3 separate regions of the Mus musculus genome follow, and regions 2 and 3 are each linked to region 1. Evidence: chromatin contacts called from public Hi-C data. All regions are on one chromosome and are shown on one strand. Each heading gives the region's core, a stretch centred on a gene start, on an enhancer-like site or on the middle of the called end of the contact. The rest is flanking DNA. Distances are from core to core; before and after follow the strand shown.

Region 1 (5,108 bases), core at 1,514-4,013:
CCATGTGTATGTGTCACATAGGCTCTGGCTGAGAACAGACTATGCAGATGCTTGGCAGTGTAATCTCACAAGACACACATGGCATTTCACCTGAGACCTGCTAGGACAGCATTTCTGGCACCTTGGGTGAGTTCTCATCTTTCCAAGGTTATTGTGGCATGTGCAATACCCTGGTATTCTCTGGGGGTGGTTCAATGGACATAACTGCTGTAACACATCTTCGGAGTAAGACAAATTTAGAGCAGGAATTCTGGGATGCAGTATCAGAAATAGACATAGGCGTTGTGAAAAAGACTGGCAATTTAGTTGGAAAGCCACTGACTGGGAAATAGATTTCTGATTAAGGGTCCTACCTGTTTTTCCAAGGTCACTGAACAATTAATAGGAGACCTTTTAAATAGGAATTACAAATAGAAAATGTTTATTCGTTTCACGTGGAATTCGAAAGCAGGGGGCACACCTGTCTAATTTCTCCTGTGGAGATTCATTAGAGGCCGCAGAACCCATCCTGTCATCTCTGATCCCACCAGTGAGAAGATAACATCCTCCATTAGATAAATTGGGCAAGCTAACCACAGTGCTACTTCATCTCAACACCAGTCTTTGTTAGAGTTCCCGTTTCAGTTTCTGCAGCTCAGATAAGCTTATCTTAGGCCTTCAAGCTGATGTTCCGGATGGCACAACAGACCTGATTACCAGGAGAACCACTAGTGATCATCAGGAAATGCTACCAACCTCCAAAGAACTCATGGGATAGTTTCAAGCCCAGAAGTGAAAGAAACGGTCCTCAAATTTCCCATGGAAGATTAGAACTGAATCAGAATGTATGCAGATGCATTTCAACACGTCCTTTGTCAAATTTAGCTATAAAAATAGTACCCTTCTATAGACAAGTTATCTTTTTTTTTTTCCTGATGAGGATAAGTCTTGTGGGCTTTGAATTAAAAAGTATGTAAGTTACACTTTTTCTGTTTATCTTGCCTTGCTAGTCAAAGATTACATTCATTTGGAATTAACTAAAATTGATTTAACCATAGAATCTTAACAATCTCACTTAGCTCTCTGAACACAAGACCAGGCTCTAAACGGAATGATGCGCTGCCTCCATTTAAGGCTATTTCCCTGAATCTATGAGCTTCTACCCCAGAATTCTTCTCTCCCTGGAGTCACACTAATGACATTTGACATGATGACGGGGGGGGGGGGGTGGGAAGGGGGAAAGGAGGGTGGCGGAGAGACAAGGGGAGCTTCACTGGTTTTGTTGAAACCATCTCCCTTTTATTCCAGTTTGGTAAATTGCTAAGGTCCATTGACCATTGGCAACTGGTAGGACAGACCTTGGCTTTAGGTGGCCCCTCTGACATTTCTGTGGCTGATCTGAGACCCATTATGCACTAGGTTCTGCATTATAAAATCTAGCCTGGGTCCAAAATTTCTGCCTGTCATCTTAGGAAAGGCCAGGAGTTTTACCCCATCCTGCAATGTGAAAACAGATAATCAAAGGCAACATAGAGCTGTCTGCTTCTTCTCTGACCAATTTGTTGCTTTTTCTGAGGTGATGTTGGCTGTCACTATCTTAGACTGGAAAGGGCAAGCTGGTAGAATAAAATGTAGTTTAAATAGCATCTCCCAGGGGAAGGTCCTCCCTACACTTAGTATTAAATGCAGTAAGATAATCAGCAACTAATCACTTGATGCTAAACTAAGAGCCATTTCCTCTACGAACTGGTCTGAACCTGATGAAGGAGCAAAGAGGCCCAGGTCTTTTTCTTAGATCGTTCATTCTGCTGCAATGACAGCCCTCATAAAACTCCAGTTTATGAACCAAATTTGTTGCACCCCTCACTCCAATACTATAATGCAAACCTCAAAGATCAGAATATCTTATAAGATATGTAAGCAGTTCACTGAAAATGCCAGCATAGATAACTCTCTCGATGACCTCTTCTGTCTAATATCAATTTCGGAAAATACTTTCCATTGCAAAGATTTAACCAGCGTGCTTAACCTTCCACAGAAACCCCTTATCTTCTTCCCCAACTTGTTTGTTCTGAGACCTTATTCTTGGCTGCCTCAGCTCTCTGCAAACACTTAGGCTTTTCTCTTTTCAAAGAGGCTGGGAGCTGTGGAGATTCTGAGCTAGACAGAAACCCTGTGGTTTGATTCCATTAGTCTAAGCCTGGGCCCGGTTGCAAGCAAGCTGCAGTATCTGCTTGCAAAAATCCTGGCAGCCAGGTTCTAGACACAGACACCACGGGCTGCATGCATTCTTCCATACTGGTCTACCCAAATCTTGCCTGGAGCCAGCCAACCACAGCAGAGGGAATCCTACCTTCCATCATGGTGGCAGAATTGCATTCCTTATTTTCCAAGAAGTCAGAAAAAACACAGGAGGATACGCTTCCAGGTCCCAGCTAAGTCCTCACAAAGCTGCCGCTGAGGTCTGCTCTGCTTGCTGCCAAGCCAAAGGAGACAAGTGTTAACCCGAAAGACCGGCCATGGATGCAGCTAGTGCTGCTTCACCTACAGTCTCCCAGGAAGATGCTGTGAGAGAAAGGCAGAGAGGAACAGCAAGCCGGCGAGCTGCACCGCCTGCGCTGCCTCGGCCAATCCCTTCAGCTCTGGACCGCGTCACATGGTAGCCAGCCTGCATCTCCTGACACAATACCCCCGGAGAGCGCACGGAACCCATTTCCCGTCCCCATTGCTCGCTACCCCCACTGCCTCCCGCTCCTCTCCAAACACACAGCCCCTTCCCCACCTGGTGACGCACTTCCCCCGCCCCTCCTCGTGGTCCTTGCAAGCCTATTGCGGCTCTGGGGCGCCCGATGATCTGAACTGCCACCCTGACAGGGGATGCCAGCAAGAAAGAAGCCCAGGAGGCTGATCCCAGGGATTTTTTTTTTTTTTTCGTTTTTCTCTCTTTTACTTATTTTTTTAAGAAAACACTTCTTAGTAATTCCAGATCTTAGCAACACACGTTTACACTCCCATTCCAACCTCACTTTGACCTGAAGGAATTTCAAATGTCAGCGCTTGGCCTCTGTGCACATCTGTCATCTGTGGCTGGCTCGCGCTCTCTTTAGGTCTCTCTGGCCCCCACACCCCCCGCGCCCTGTCTCTCTGTCTAGGTCTCTCTGTCTCTCCTTGTGTGTCTCTTCCTCTCATTCACGAGAGAAAAATCAATTCGCTGACGTCACATCATAAACAACCATCCCCCAAAGGATGATGCAGGAAAAAAAATTCATCCCAGCTGCCTTGAAAGGAAGCAGGAAATTAATTGCGCATGACATGCCCAAGGGCTGGCAACTGTCATTAAAACAAAGAAACAAAAGAACCCACCCGATTCGGGCTCTGGAATCAAACAGGCGATGCTCCAGCTCATTTCTGGGGCGAGAGGCGGGAGAGGGGGATTGAAGGCAAGAGTCTAAGCGTTGGCCGCCTCAGGCGTGCGCGAGTCGCCTCCTCCCACGCACTCCGCTCCGCAGCCGCGACCCCGGGGCTGCGGGGGCCCTCCGTCACCGCGTCCTCCAGCCGAGCTGGGCAGACGCCTGCCCCAGGTGGGGAGCCTCGCTTGCAGCCTCGGCTACAGCTGCCAACTGAAGCCGCTGCTACATGGCAGGTTTTGCAAGACGCTCCTCCTGCAGTCTTCAGTCGCCTAGGAGCCCAGTCGTTCACCCCAAGGGAAATCCAGAGAGGAAGGCAATCGGTCCAGGTTGCGCTGGAGGAATGGGCGGAGCCTGGGCCTTGGCAACTTGCTAGAATGGGGAAAGGTTCAGGCACAAGGTCTGGTGGAGCTGAGGGTCTGTCACCTGAGTGCTATCAAAAGTCCTAGGAGTCCTTCAAAGGGAGGGACTCCCAGGCCTGGTGTCCTGTGATCCTGGGTTTAACCAGGCTAAAACAAAGCAAAAAGAAATAAATTGAATCGAGTAAGGAAGGCCTATCACTGTAGGGAGCAGATGATGAAAAGGCTAGAGAAAGGTCTTTAAACTAAGGAAGAATAGCAAAGCCGGGGCTATGAAAATCTCTTTATTGAAGATCAGGTCAGAAACTAACAATAGGGCTGATCATTTATAACACCCTCACTTAGTATTACCCAGATCTCGACATAGTCTGATTCTTTCCTCCAGAGGGAATACGAGATATTGGTGGCTATGAAATACTAAAGAGGCCGAACGAAGAGATGAATTAGTCAAAATCAAAAAGCAACTCAGCTTCTTAGTAACTTACAAGAGTTTTATAATAATAATTAATGATAATAGCAATAATAATAATTTTTAAAAGCCTCATTGTTTTCCCACAAGGATCCATCTTTCTGTGGCTTCTGCATTTAAACATTAAAGTCTCCTGAGAGCTATACATGCTCGTGGCTTTTTCCCGAGGCCTATGAGGCCGTAGAGTTTTAAAAGGAAGAGATTACAAAGTAACACTTGTCTTAAGGGCAAGTTGATTGGCTCTAAAAACTGTGGTGGGTTATTGAATAAAGGATGTGTGTGTGTGTGTGTGTGTGTGTGTGTGTGTGTGTGTGTGTGTGTGTGATTAGCAAATTATTTTAATGAAGATTAACAACAGGGATGGAGACTGGTATCAAACAATGAAATGGAATCCTGTCTCTTCTTCATTGAGGTCTGAGAACAGAGGCCAGTTATACAACTCTGGACTTTGGCTTCTTACCTATAAAATGGAAGTTAGAATAAGTCCACAAGCCTATAAACCAGTGGTTCTCAGCCTGTGGGCCGTGACCCTTTTGTAGGTCAAATGGCAGTGGTTACCTAAGACCATCAGAAAACATAAATATTTGCGTTGGGATTTGTAACAGTAGCAAAAGTACAGTTATGAAGTCCCAACAAAAATAATTTTATGGTTGGGAGTTCCCACAGCATGAGGCACTGTATTAAAGGGTCACAGTATTAGGAAGGTTGGGAACCTCTGCTATAAATAGCAATAAAGCAGATCTGTGGTAATGCCTTACTATATGCCCAGAATTGTTCTGAGACTCTGCCTGAAAGTTACTTAGTGCTGTGTCTACAGCTTTGTTAAGTCCTCTATGTTAGCTTGCAGAATTACTATCACTGACACAGAAGGGCTGGCTCATGGCTCCAGAAGGT
Region 2 (5,108 bases), core at 836-3,335, 53 kb before region 1:
ATATACTTCGATGACATAGAATTCTCAAAAATGTTCAAGCAACAGCCTCCAGGAAGGTGGGAAAAAGAAGCCAGAAAACAACCCAAATGCCATACTTACACTCTAACACATCAATAGTTTCATAACTGTAAGTGGACTAAGTGTGTGTAATAAAAACAGAAATTGGCCAGATGATTAAAAATATGACCAATTTGAATGCCAAATATAAGAAACGAACTTCAAATGTAATTGTGTAGGTTGAAAATGGAAAGATGGGAAAACACATTTTGCAAATGGGAAGCCAAGGTGAGTAGGAGAGCCTGTGGATATGAGACAAAGATGGCGTCTGCAAGGCGATTGCTACGGGCACAGAGAAAACTATCTTTATAAAAGGACAAAGTACATGCAAGCCAAAATGCATGTACAGGAGAGCTGCAAAATGCATGAAGCAAATATTTATGAACCTGAAAGAAGGGAACAGTGTGGGGGCCAGCATGTCTCTCAACAACTGATAGGACAGGTAGAAAATTAGCATTATTTCTTAGTAGGACTCCAGGAGATATTGCTAGGCTTGAGGGCTCTCCAGCGTACAGTCTTTACTCCCTGGATACAGACGAAAAGCTTCAATATCCTTCTAACTCTACTGGAAAAGCATCACACACAGGTCATCTGTGGTTAATTCCTTTTACTATCTGTACTAAAAGTAGATATTGGGGAAATGGAGACACTAACATTTAATTCATAAATTCAAAAATCTTACAGTCTAAGTAGAAGCAGACGGACCTTTTGGCTAGAGGTCCAAATTAACGTAACTTTACTTTGTAGACCCATTCCCCATAAAAACATGCTATATCATGTCAGAAGCATTAAGTCTCAGGCTCCATGATGGAAGGTCTAAAAGATGCCGTAAGTGGTCAGAGTCTCCCTGATGCAGAGTCTGCCTGGAAATTGATGGAAGGTTACAGTAGACAGTCAAGGGAGACAAAGCAGAAGAAAACAAACAAAATCACCGCCAAGAACTCAAGAGGCAACAGGGGAAAGGGCATGCACGAAATGAACGATGAGAAAAGGCAGGCAGGCAAAATATAAACTTATGCTGTGATCAGAGATAAAGGCACAGAGCCAGACGGGGCCCAAAGAGCACAGATAATTGCAGGGATAGAGGAAAACACAGGTGTGCTTGGAAAGTAATTCAGGGACGCTTCTGATGGGGATGCTGCCCGGGCAGTATCCCTGTGCGTCAATGAGCCATTGCTGCACTGGTTGCTCTTGTCTGGCGGGCGGGAGGCGTGGCAAGCCTGGTCACCAATGAGAAACATTTGAGAAGAGCTCGAAGTAGGCAAGCACAGGCTCTCCAAAGACAGACACCACATGTAGACTGTCATCTGTCAAATCTGCTCACATACCCATGGGCATGGGTTTGGGCTGCAGGGAAGAAAGGCTTTCTGCCCACTCTTATCCTGTGTTGTTGTTGTTACTTTTACAGCTTCATTTTTTTCCTACAATTACATACATGTACACAATACATACATATATGCAATACATATATTTTGATCATATCTTTATCTTGCTCCTGCTTCTCCTGAACTAGTCCCTCTCCTACTTTCATGAATTTTTGTGTATGCATGATCCACTAAGGTGTGTGTGTGTGTGTGTGTGTGTGTGTGCGCGCGCGCGTGCGCGCGTGTGCGTGTGCACACACACATGCGTGCTGTGCATAGAATCCAAGGCCTTATTGCATGGCAGGTCAGTGTTGTACCACTGAGCTACACACTCATTGTATCACTGTATACTTCAAATTAAAATATCCAGTCCCAAAGAGAAGAGAGTCTCCTAGGGCTCAGGGAGCTCAAGAAACCCACAAAACCTGAGAGACCCCTCCCCTGTGCTTCAGCGCTGAGCTATTGCTAGAGGATAGCTTCTGCAATGGAGCAACAAGTTGGTCGGGAAGTCTGGTGTGCAGCTTCCCGGAGTCATTACCTATGCGGTGGGCTCTGGGGATGCACCTGCTTTCCTGGAGGTGAGCCCTACCCCATGCCCTGTGTTCCCAGTAAATTCACTGGTCCGCTGGTCCTGCGGTACTTACTGTTCACTATACTGTACCTGGGATGAACAGAACTTTGCTCACATTCCCCCAGCAAGCCACAACCTCACCAATCCCCTCCCACTGTCCTGATGTTATTTTCTGTTAAGTGGATTAACATATCTTGCTAAAATAAAAGTTACTATCACATTTCAGATATTGCTAGACATCTGACAACCTTGAAACCCTGCAGAACACCCTGGTGGAGGAAGGCTTCTTGGTAATTCATCAGCTTGAGTGGTTCTGTCTCATGGAAAAAGACTCTGTGAACAGTAGAGCAGTTTAAATAGACTTGTTTTGCCTTTTAAGCCAATTAAGCTACCTAGGAAGAGAGGAATTTAATAAGATCTGGGTGGATAACAGGGGCTAGATTTTAACAGGCCCTGAAGAAGAAATTGTTGCAGGCTTAGGAGATGGACAGATATCTGCTGAAATATTTTCTTCCTCAATAGTCAGAGACGAGCATCTTTTTAAGGAACTTAAATTGATTCGTCTGGGCAGTGAGTGGTCCAAACCACGTCTGCTCAGCATCTGTTCACTCCAAGGGCCAAGTTTGACAGCAACAAACTCCTCCCCCTCTCCCCTTTTACTATCTGCACTAAATGCTAGGTACTGAAGAGATGGAGAGGCTAACATCTAATTTACAAATTCAGAAATCTTAGAGTCTAAGTAGAAGCAGATGCCAAATCAACAGACTCACTTTAATCTGAAAACCTAACAGCAGCTAGCCTAGACCCGGCTCATTCTACTTCCTGGCTTATCTCAAATCTACTTCTTGGGATCCCTCTAAGGACTGGACTCCTTTCTATTCCATAAAAAGGTTCCACTCAGCCCCAAAAGGCTTTTAAGCTAATATTTTTTTTCCAAAATGTTAACTATTACTAACTAGAGATAAAGCATGCAATGGAGATTTATTGACTATTATATTAGGGGGATTAGAATTAAAGAAATATTCTTCTTACTGATAATATCCCGATATAAACCAGCCATATGAACAAATGTAAGAACATGTAACAGAGAAATATTTAGTAGACACTAAACAGAGCAGGAAGGAAAGGGCCTAAACAGAGGACAGAACACAGACAGGGCTGACGGAGACACGGAGGACCTTGGCCTTTGCTTATGTAAATAAAGATTAGTATTGTCAATCTCTTCACAGTCAAGGCTGGCTGTGAAGCAAATAGTCAACCCCAGTGGTTGAGAACCCAGAGGGAGCACAGAGACGAACTAAGGACCCCAGAGATCTATTCCCCAGGACTCTGCAAAATGGACTTAACCTAAATGTTTTATAAATGCTGGTGCAAATGGTTAATGTATCACAATCAGTGACTGACTACTCTGGGTAGTTCTGCTGCTCTCCTCTATACTATAAAAAGAGCTTCTGAGCCATTCCTTGCAAATTCATCTTCTGTGTTTAATCGAGACCAGGTGGACTTTTCTAGCATGTGGTCACAGCTGGTCGCTTTGTCAAAGGAGGCCATGCATCCTGAAGTCTCATCTCTTTGATAAACAACTTCGAGACAGGACCTGAAGGGGCACGTGTAATTCAGGCATCTTGGACACTGGGTGTGTGCAAGCATGTGTGAAATAAAGTTACTTATGTAGCTCTAGTTTCCCTCCTGGTGTTGCCACAAAACACTCTGAGCAGAGCACTAAGAGGAAACTTAATGGAAAATGGTTAATTTTGCCTTAGACTTTTTTGAGGTCACTGGTGCATCACCGAGGGAGTCACAGCAGGAACCTAAAGGCAGGGATGCTTATTGTTCCACGCAGCATTACCTTTGACAAGGAACGCACTGAAGCTGAAGGATAGCAGGAACCATACAGGATGCTCTCTGCTGTCTCTCTTACTCTCTGGCTCACACACAAATTCATGCTTCATTCCTAGGACCGCCTGCCTACGAATGGTGCTGCCCAGAGTGGGCTGGGCCCATCAATTAAGGCAATCAAGACATTTCATCATAAAATGTCTATGGACCATCCTGATAAAGACAGGAAGTCAGTTAAGACTTGTATTTTCAGGTGAGCCCAGGCTGTGTCATGTTGACAGTTAATGTCAACTAATACTCATATTTTTTTATAAATCATAATTTTAATTGGATTTTCTTGTACAAATGTCCAGTCATCTACAAATTTATGGTTGAGAGACATGAGTTACATCAAACATGATGCAAGCTGGGGGTGGTAGCTCACTTGGTGAATTGCTTGCTGTCCAAACATTAGGACACAAGTTCAATGACCTGAATCAATATTAAAAAGGCAGGTACAGTAATATGGAGCACTGGGGAAGCAGACACAAGCAGATCACTGCTTTTTGGCCAGATAGCCCAGCCTAATCAAGTTAGTCCCAGACTGACTCAAAAAACAAAGTGCACAGTAACAGAGGAGGGATCACACTCAAGGTTGCCCCTGGTCTACACAGGCACATGGTTTCCTATGCACGTGCCCCTGTGCACACTTACACAAAACTTCAAAAACTCATAATGTGTTAAGTAAGTTATCACCTGTAATGTGCCACATTCACAGCTGTTCTCTGCTACATGTGGTTGCATGTGGCCTGTGAGATGCAGTTGGAACACATATATAAGGCAGATATGTATATTACCTATGTTATGTTGGCTTTTCCTAGCAGAGTACAACTGCTAACACTGTTACAGTTAGCTATGATCAAAGAATCAAGAATGAGATTGTTGAGGCTAAAGTTATATAAGCAAAATCTTAGATTATTGAAGATGAGGCATTATTTTAAACTAAACCAGTGAACTTTTGTTTCTAATTCCTTCTCATCTTTGACTGGAGATGAGTTCATTGCTTTCACAGAGACATAAATTGTCAAAGCCCTTTATATCTCTGGCCTGTGAAGTGTGCTTCCTCTCACTTAATCAAAAACTTGGAGCAGAGTACCTTTTCTTAGATCACCAGAGAACAATGGCTCCCCATTCACTTCGCAGCCTGGGACCTGACCCTCTTTCACAGAGAGTGTCCTGGGAAGGAGGTTGAACAGTACAGTCCTATCTCCATTCATTTGTTCCCCCCCACACACCCC
Region 3 (5,108 bases), core at 1,757-4,256, 40 kb after region 1:
TAGAGTTAAGAGCTCCGGGGTACTGGTTAGTTCATAATGTTGTTGCACCTACAGGGTTGCAGATCTCTTTAGCTCCTTGGATATTTTCTCTAGCTCCTCCATTGGGGGCCCTGTGCTCCATCCAATAGCTGACTGTGAGCATCTACTTATGTGTTTGCTAGGCCCTGGCCTAGTCTCACAAGAGACAGCTATTGCATACACTAGCAAGATTTTGCTGAAAGGACCCTGATAAATTCATTTTCTAATATGAGTGTTTGAGTGCTAAGAAGAAATCTCACTGAGGAAAGACATCGTGGGATACTGCTTAGTTGGATAAGAAACTAAACGTAGGCTGTCCAGAGAAACTCCCTTCAGGCATCAGCGTCCACACTCATTTGCTTACCAGTGTAATAAATACATTTTATTTAGTGTTTCTATGTCTCTCAAGACCTGGTTGCTGTTGCTGTTGTTTGCTTATTTCTTTTGAGGCAGGATCTAACTACATAGCCCAGGCTGTCCTAGAAGTCACAACCTTCTGGCTTCAGCCTCTCAAGTGCTGGGATTATAGTCATCTGCTTCCATTTCCAGCATCAAAATTATCTTGTTTGGTTAATGGGTTATGTAGATTTCTGCTTTTCTTGTCAGGCTATGGAAGAATAACGGTAATCATGGGAAATGATAAATTATGATTAGAGAAGGAGGTAATGACTGATAATTAGTGTCACTTGTAATGATTGGAATGTAACAGAACTTACAGTAAAATTATTAGTGTCCTTTAATACATTAAAGCTTTAATCTATGTAACAGACACAAATTTGGTATAATAAATGGAAGAAATAAGTCCTTACTAAAATAGATGCTATATCTATGTGTTGAGCCTAGCACTACTCTGCCAATAAAAAGAGTGCCTTAAATTTGAACTTGAGGTTTCTGTTCTTTCCTTTCTTCCCTTCATCCCTCCCTCATTCCCTTATCCTCTCTCCTTCCCTCCCACCTCCCCTCTGTGTGTAAGTGCGTGTGAGTGTGTGTGTAGGTGGTGATGGAGTAAGTGTGTGTGCGTGCTTGTGTGAGTGGTGGTAGAGTCGACATTAGATGTTTTCCTTTGTTACTTCCTGCCTTAGGTTTTGAGGCAGAATCTTTTACTGAACTCCAAACACCCTAGCTCTGTGCTAGGGTTATAGAGATGCCCAATGAAATGCAGCTTTTATGTGAGCACTGGGATCTGAACTTAGATCTTCACGCTTGTTCAGTGAGCACTTTACTGACTACAACATCTCCCCAGTCTGAGATTTCAATTCTTAGGCAATATATTTTTAACACTCCATGTATGTTACTATTAACAATGGCTTCACTTTAGCTTGATATCAACAGTGTGTGTGTGTATGTGTATATATATATATATATATATATATATATATATATATATATATATATATATGTTTATACATTCTAACAGATGTACAGTGGCAGAGAAGTCATATATATAATATGCATATATATATACACATATATATCATACATTTTCATTTAAAATGTAATTACTTAGGTTGTGAGAATCAAGCATGTTTATTGTGGTGCTCATATTCACTTACTGCTAAAAAAAAAGATTATGGACCCATTTGCATGTAGAAAGACTCTTCAATGATTTTCTACTGAAAGTACATGCATATAAATGTATATATGTTCTTTGTACATACACACACACGGGAGGGGGAGCTGGATTAGTGAATTATTAAGTGGATTTTTATTTTCAAGTTGATTAACTATTGCTAACTAGTTCTCAGAATAGGCTCTATCCATTACTCTCCACGAGAGGGACACACCCTTCCCAGCATTGGTTAGTACTAGATTTTTTAACATTTACCTCAGTAAGGGTTGGTTTTAATTTGCTTTGAGCATCTCTTTATCCTCCTGCTCGACAAACTGCTATGCATATATAGTTTGCCCTTTTAGGCAATATAGTTATTTTGTTTTCCTTACTCAACTGTAATAGCCATTGGTGAATTTCAGTTATGTTTACTCTGAATAATTTTCCTGGTGTAAATGTGTCTTTTCCCTAATTTCTTATTGTCTTTTGTAAACATACATGTTTAATTTTACTGTAGTTGAGTTATTCCCAGCCTTTCCTTTGTGCTGATTGAGAAAAAGATTTACTTACTTCATGTCTATGAGTACGCTGTTGCTGTCTTCAGACACACCAGAAGAGGGCATCAAATCCCATTACAGATGGTTTTATGAGCTACCATGTGGTTGCTGGGAACTGAACTCAGGACTTCTGGAAGAGCACCCAGTGCTCTTAATGGCTGAGCCATCTCTCCACCCACTATGGATGTCTTTTGAGTCTGGTTTAATGGCACTTTCCTGTCCAAGATAGTGTCCTATATTCTAGATTGCAAATGTGATTTCTCCTAGAATTCAGACTTTGTTCTATTTGGTAGAAATTTATTTTTAATTAAAAAATTCTAATTATTTTTTGAGAATGCCATATATGTTTACAATGTGTTTTGATGAAATTCACCTTCAGTCCCTCCCCTCTAACTTCTCCCCTGAAACCACATCTTCCTCTTATGTTCGTGTCCTTCCTCTTATGTTCATGTATGTCCTTTTTAACCACTGAGTTCAATTGGTGCTATGAGGACATGTTGTGGGAATGAGATCATTTACTCTATCTTGGGCAACTACCACAGCTGCATTTCAGAAGAAAACCAATACTCCCTCTATTGGCAACCACCAACTACCAAGAACTCCTCAGCTAGGATGGAGCTTTGTGGGTCTCTCCACCATCCACATTTGTATTTTTATTGGCTTGATCTAATGTAGGTAGTGTGCACAGCCACAGCCAGTTGAGTTCTTGTGTGCAAGGTGACTATCATGTCCAGAAAACACTGCTTTGCAACAGTTCTGAGCAATCTCTGGCTCTTACAATCTTCTAGCTCCATCTTTTTCCATGATCCCTGAGCCCTGAATGGAGGAGGTGTGATACCCATGCCCCATTTACACTGAGCCCTCCACAGTTTTCTTATTCTCTGCAGTTTAACCAGTATGGAGCTCTGTATTAAGCGCCATCTACTGGCAGTGACATTTTATGTTTGTACAAGGTAAGAATCAAATTTCAATTTTCCCAAGCAAATCACATTGTCCCAACACTTGTACCATGTCTTTTGCTGTCTGTCATCTTTCAATATCACTAAAATACAGTCTATGTCTTTGTCCTTTCTATTTGATTCCACTAGTCTATGTCTCTGCTATGATTTAGAGAAATGTCTTCAAAGGTCCTTGTACTAACATCTTGGCTTCCAGGGTGCTACTACTTGGAGGTAGTGGATCCTCAGAGGTGGGTCCTAAGGAGAGGTCCTGAGGTTGCTGGGTTAGATCCTGCTTTCTGGTTGTAACATCAGCTGCTGTGATTGGTCACATGACCCACCATTGACATCCAATGCCCCCAGCAGAAGCCCCAACTCATGGAATCAGTCAGTCCTAAACTAGACTCTCAAAACTTGTGAATCATATAGGCATTTTCTCTTGTTGGTTAATTATTTTGAGTATTTTTGAACAGTGATACAAAGCTGAAATAATACTATCTCTTCACAGACTACCCTGCATTAGTCAACATAACTTAAAATAACATGCTAACACCCTTCTTAGAATTATTTTGAAACTTGCGTATTCATGATCCCTTGCTCCTCAATATTAAGTTATAACAAGTAATACATATTTAGTGGCTCAAGCAACAGAAATTTATATTCATACAGCTCCGGAGTCCAAGATTAAGGGTTTGGTTCCCCTTTGAGGTTCGTGAGAAAAATGTTTGCTTCAGATACTCTTGACTTAAAAATGGCATGTTCTACTCAGAGTGTCTTCATGTTATCTTTTCTTTATCCTTGTCTATTTTCAGATTTTCCTTTTTTATGAAGGTACTTTGACAGTAGAGTAGTGGCACCGAAATGGGGCATCATGATTACCAGATGAAAGAATCAAGTTGGCATAAAGACTAAAATTCCTCTCTACCCCTACAACAGCAATGAACAGCAAATACAAGACGAGGTCATGAGAAAGTAGTTCTATGTAAACATAGGATGGTAAACTCAGGTGGTCTGAGCTCTTGAGCTCCTATGGTCCCTGCTCAGCAGCTCGTTTCTACTCTTGAGACTACCACTCCCCTTCCATAATACAGGACCACTGTCTCTATCAACATCCATAGGTTCCTGGTCCAGCTCATTGTTCCAGGATACAGAATCCTGGGGATTTTTGCAGAGGTGCTTCAGACTCGGATCCATACTTACTAAAATCACTAGTCATGTTGGGTTGGGGCCTGTACCAATGACCTCATTGCAACTGTGTCACCCCTCCATTGATCCTTTCCCCTAAAACACTAGCATTCTGGGGTTGCTACATGTTAGAATTTAATACAGTATTTTAAGGAGAACACTAAATAGCCGATTATAATCTGTGCTGGATAGTTTCATGTCAACTTGACACAAGCTCAAGTCTCCATAAGATCAGGTTATAGGTAAGGCTCTAGGGTGTTTTCTTAATTATTGATTGATGGAGAGTTCAGCCTATTGAGAGTGGTACCATATTTAGACTTGTGGTCCTGGGTTCTATAAGAAATCAGGCTAAGCAATCAATAATGAGCAAGCCTGTAAGCAGCATCCCTCCATGGCCTCTGTATCACTTCTTTCCTCTAGGTTCCTGCCCTGTTTGAGGTCCTGTCTTGGCTTCCTTTGGTGATGAACAGTGATTTGGAACCATAAGTCAAACAAATTCTTTCCCCTCACAAGTTGTTTAGCTATGGTGTTTCATCACAGCAATGATGACCCTAACTAAGACACAGCCCATTAAGTTATATGAAGACCTTCGGTGGGATTTTATTATTCATTTTATTTGAGGTGAGGAGATGGAGGGAATCTATCTTAAAATCGGTGAACATTTACTTAGGTCTTTAAAGCCTTTCAACAAACATCCATATTTTTCACATAAAAATCTTGCATATATTTTGATATATTTATTTTTAGCGTTTTTTCACTTTAAGTGCCTATATACAAAGAACACTTTTAAAATATATGCAAATATATTTCCTGTTTATGCATGGTTTTGTGTGTGTGTGCACTGTATGCCTATATCTATGT

The links. A called contact is a pair of places that touch in the nucleus more often than the background predicts.
Region 2: a Hi-C map of the N1E-115 cell line shows a contact between it and region 1, with 2.4 times the contacts expected there. The contact joins the enhancer-like site here to the promoter of Sgip1 in region 1. A contact is called at or near these places in 4 of 484 Hi-C or Micro-C datasets (the N1E-115 cell line, cerebral cortex, liver and 1 more) and 2 of 9 other capture datasets (liver and pancreatic islet).
Region 3: a Hi-C map of rod photoreceptor shows a contact between it and region 1, with 2.4 times the contacts expected there. The contact joins the enhancer-like site here to the promoter of Sgip1 in region 1. A contact is called at or near these places in 1 of 39 promoter capture datasets (macrophages), 1 of 15 datasets of contacts at CTCF or cohesin (pro-B cells), 7 of 484 Hi-C or Micro-C datasets (cerebral cortex, conventional type 1 dendritic cells, cortical glia and 4 more), 1 of 115 datasets of contacts at active chromatin or transcription factors (SST interneurons) and 1 of 9 other capture datasets (adipose tissue).

Annotation. Positions count from the first base shown.
Region 1 is chr4:102,757,790-102,762,897 of GRCm38.p6, reverse strand. Sgip1 (SH3-domain GRB2-like (endophilin) interacting protein 1) reads right to left here and starts at 2,763. Exons shown (of 26, transcript NM_001285852.1): 1 at 2,333-2,763. The coding sequence starts at 2,342.
Region 2 is chr4:102,809,693-102,814,800 of GRCm38.p6, reverse strand. The region is part of intron 1 of Sgip1 (SH3-domain GRB2-like (endophilin) interacting protein 1); the gene reads right to left. Among named protein-coding and RNA genes, the nearest start is that of Sgip1, 52 kb to the right of the region's middle. Within about 2 kb of position 2,085, at least 10 of the 459 cell types and tissues checked have an H3K27ac peak or open chromatin away from gene starts, as enhancers often do. A contact at or near this core is called in the N1E-115 cell line and liver, where this site is marked.
Region 3 is chr4:102,717,664-102,722,771 of GRCm38.p6, reverse strand. No RefSeq gene overlaps it. Among named protein-coding and RNA genes, the nearest start is that of Gm24869, 17 kb to the left of the region's middle. Within about 2 kb of position 3,006, at least 33 of the 459 cell types and tissues checked have an H3K27ac peak or open chromatin away from gene starts, as enhancers often do. A contact at or near this core is called in pro-B cells and rod photoreceptor, where this site is marked.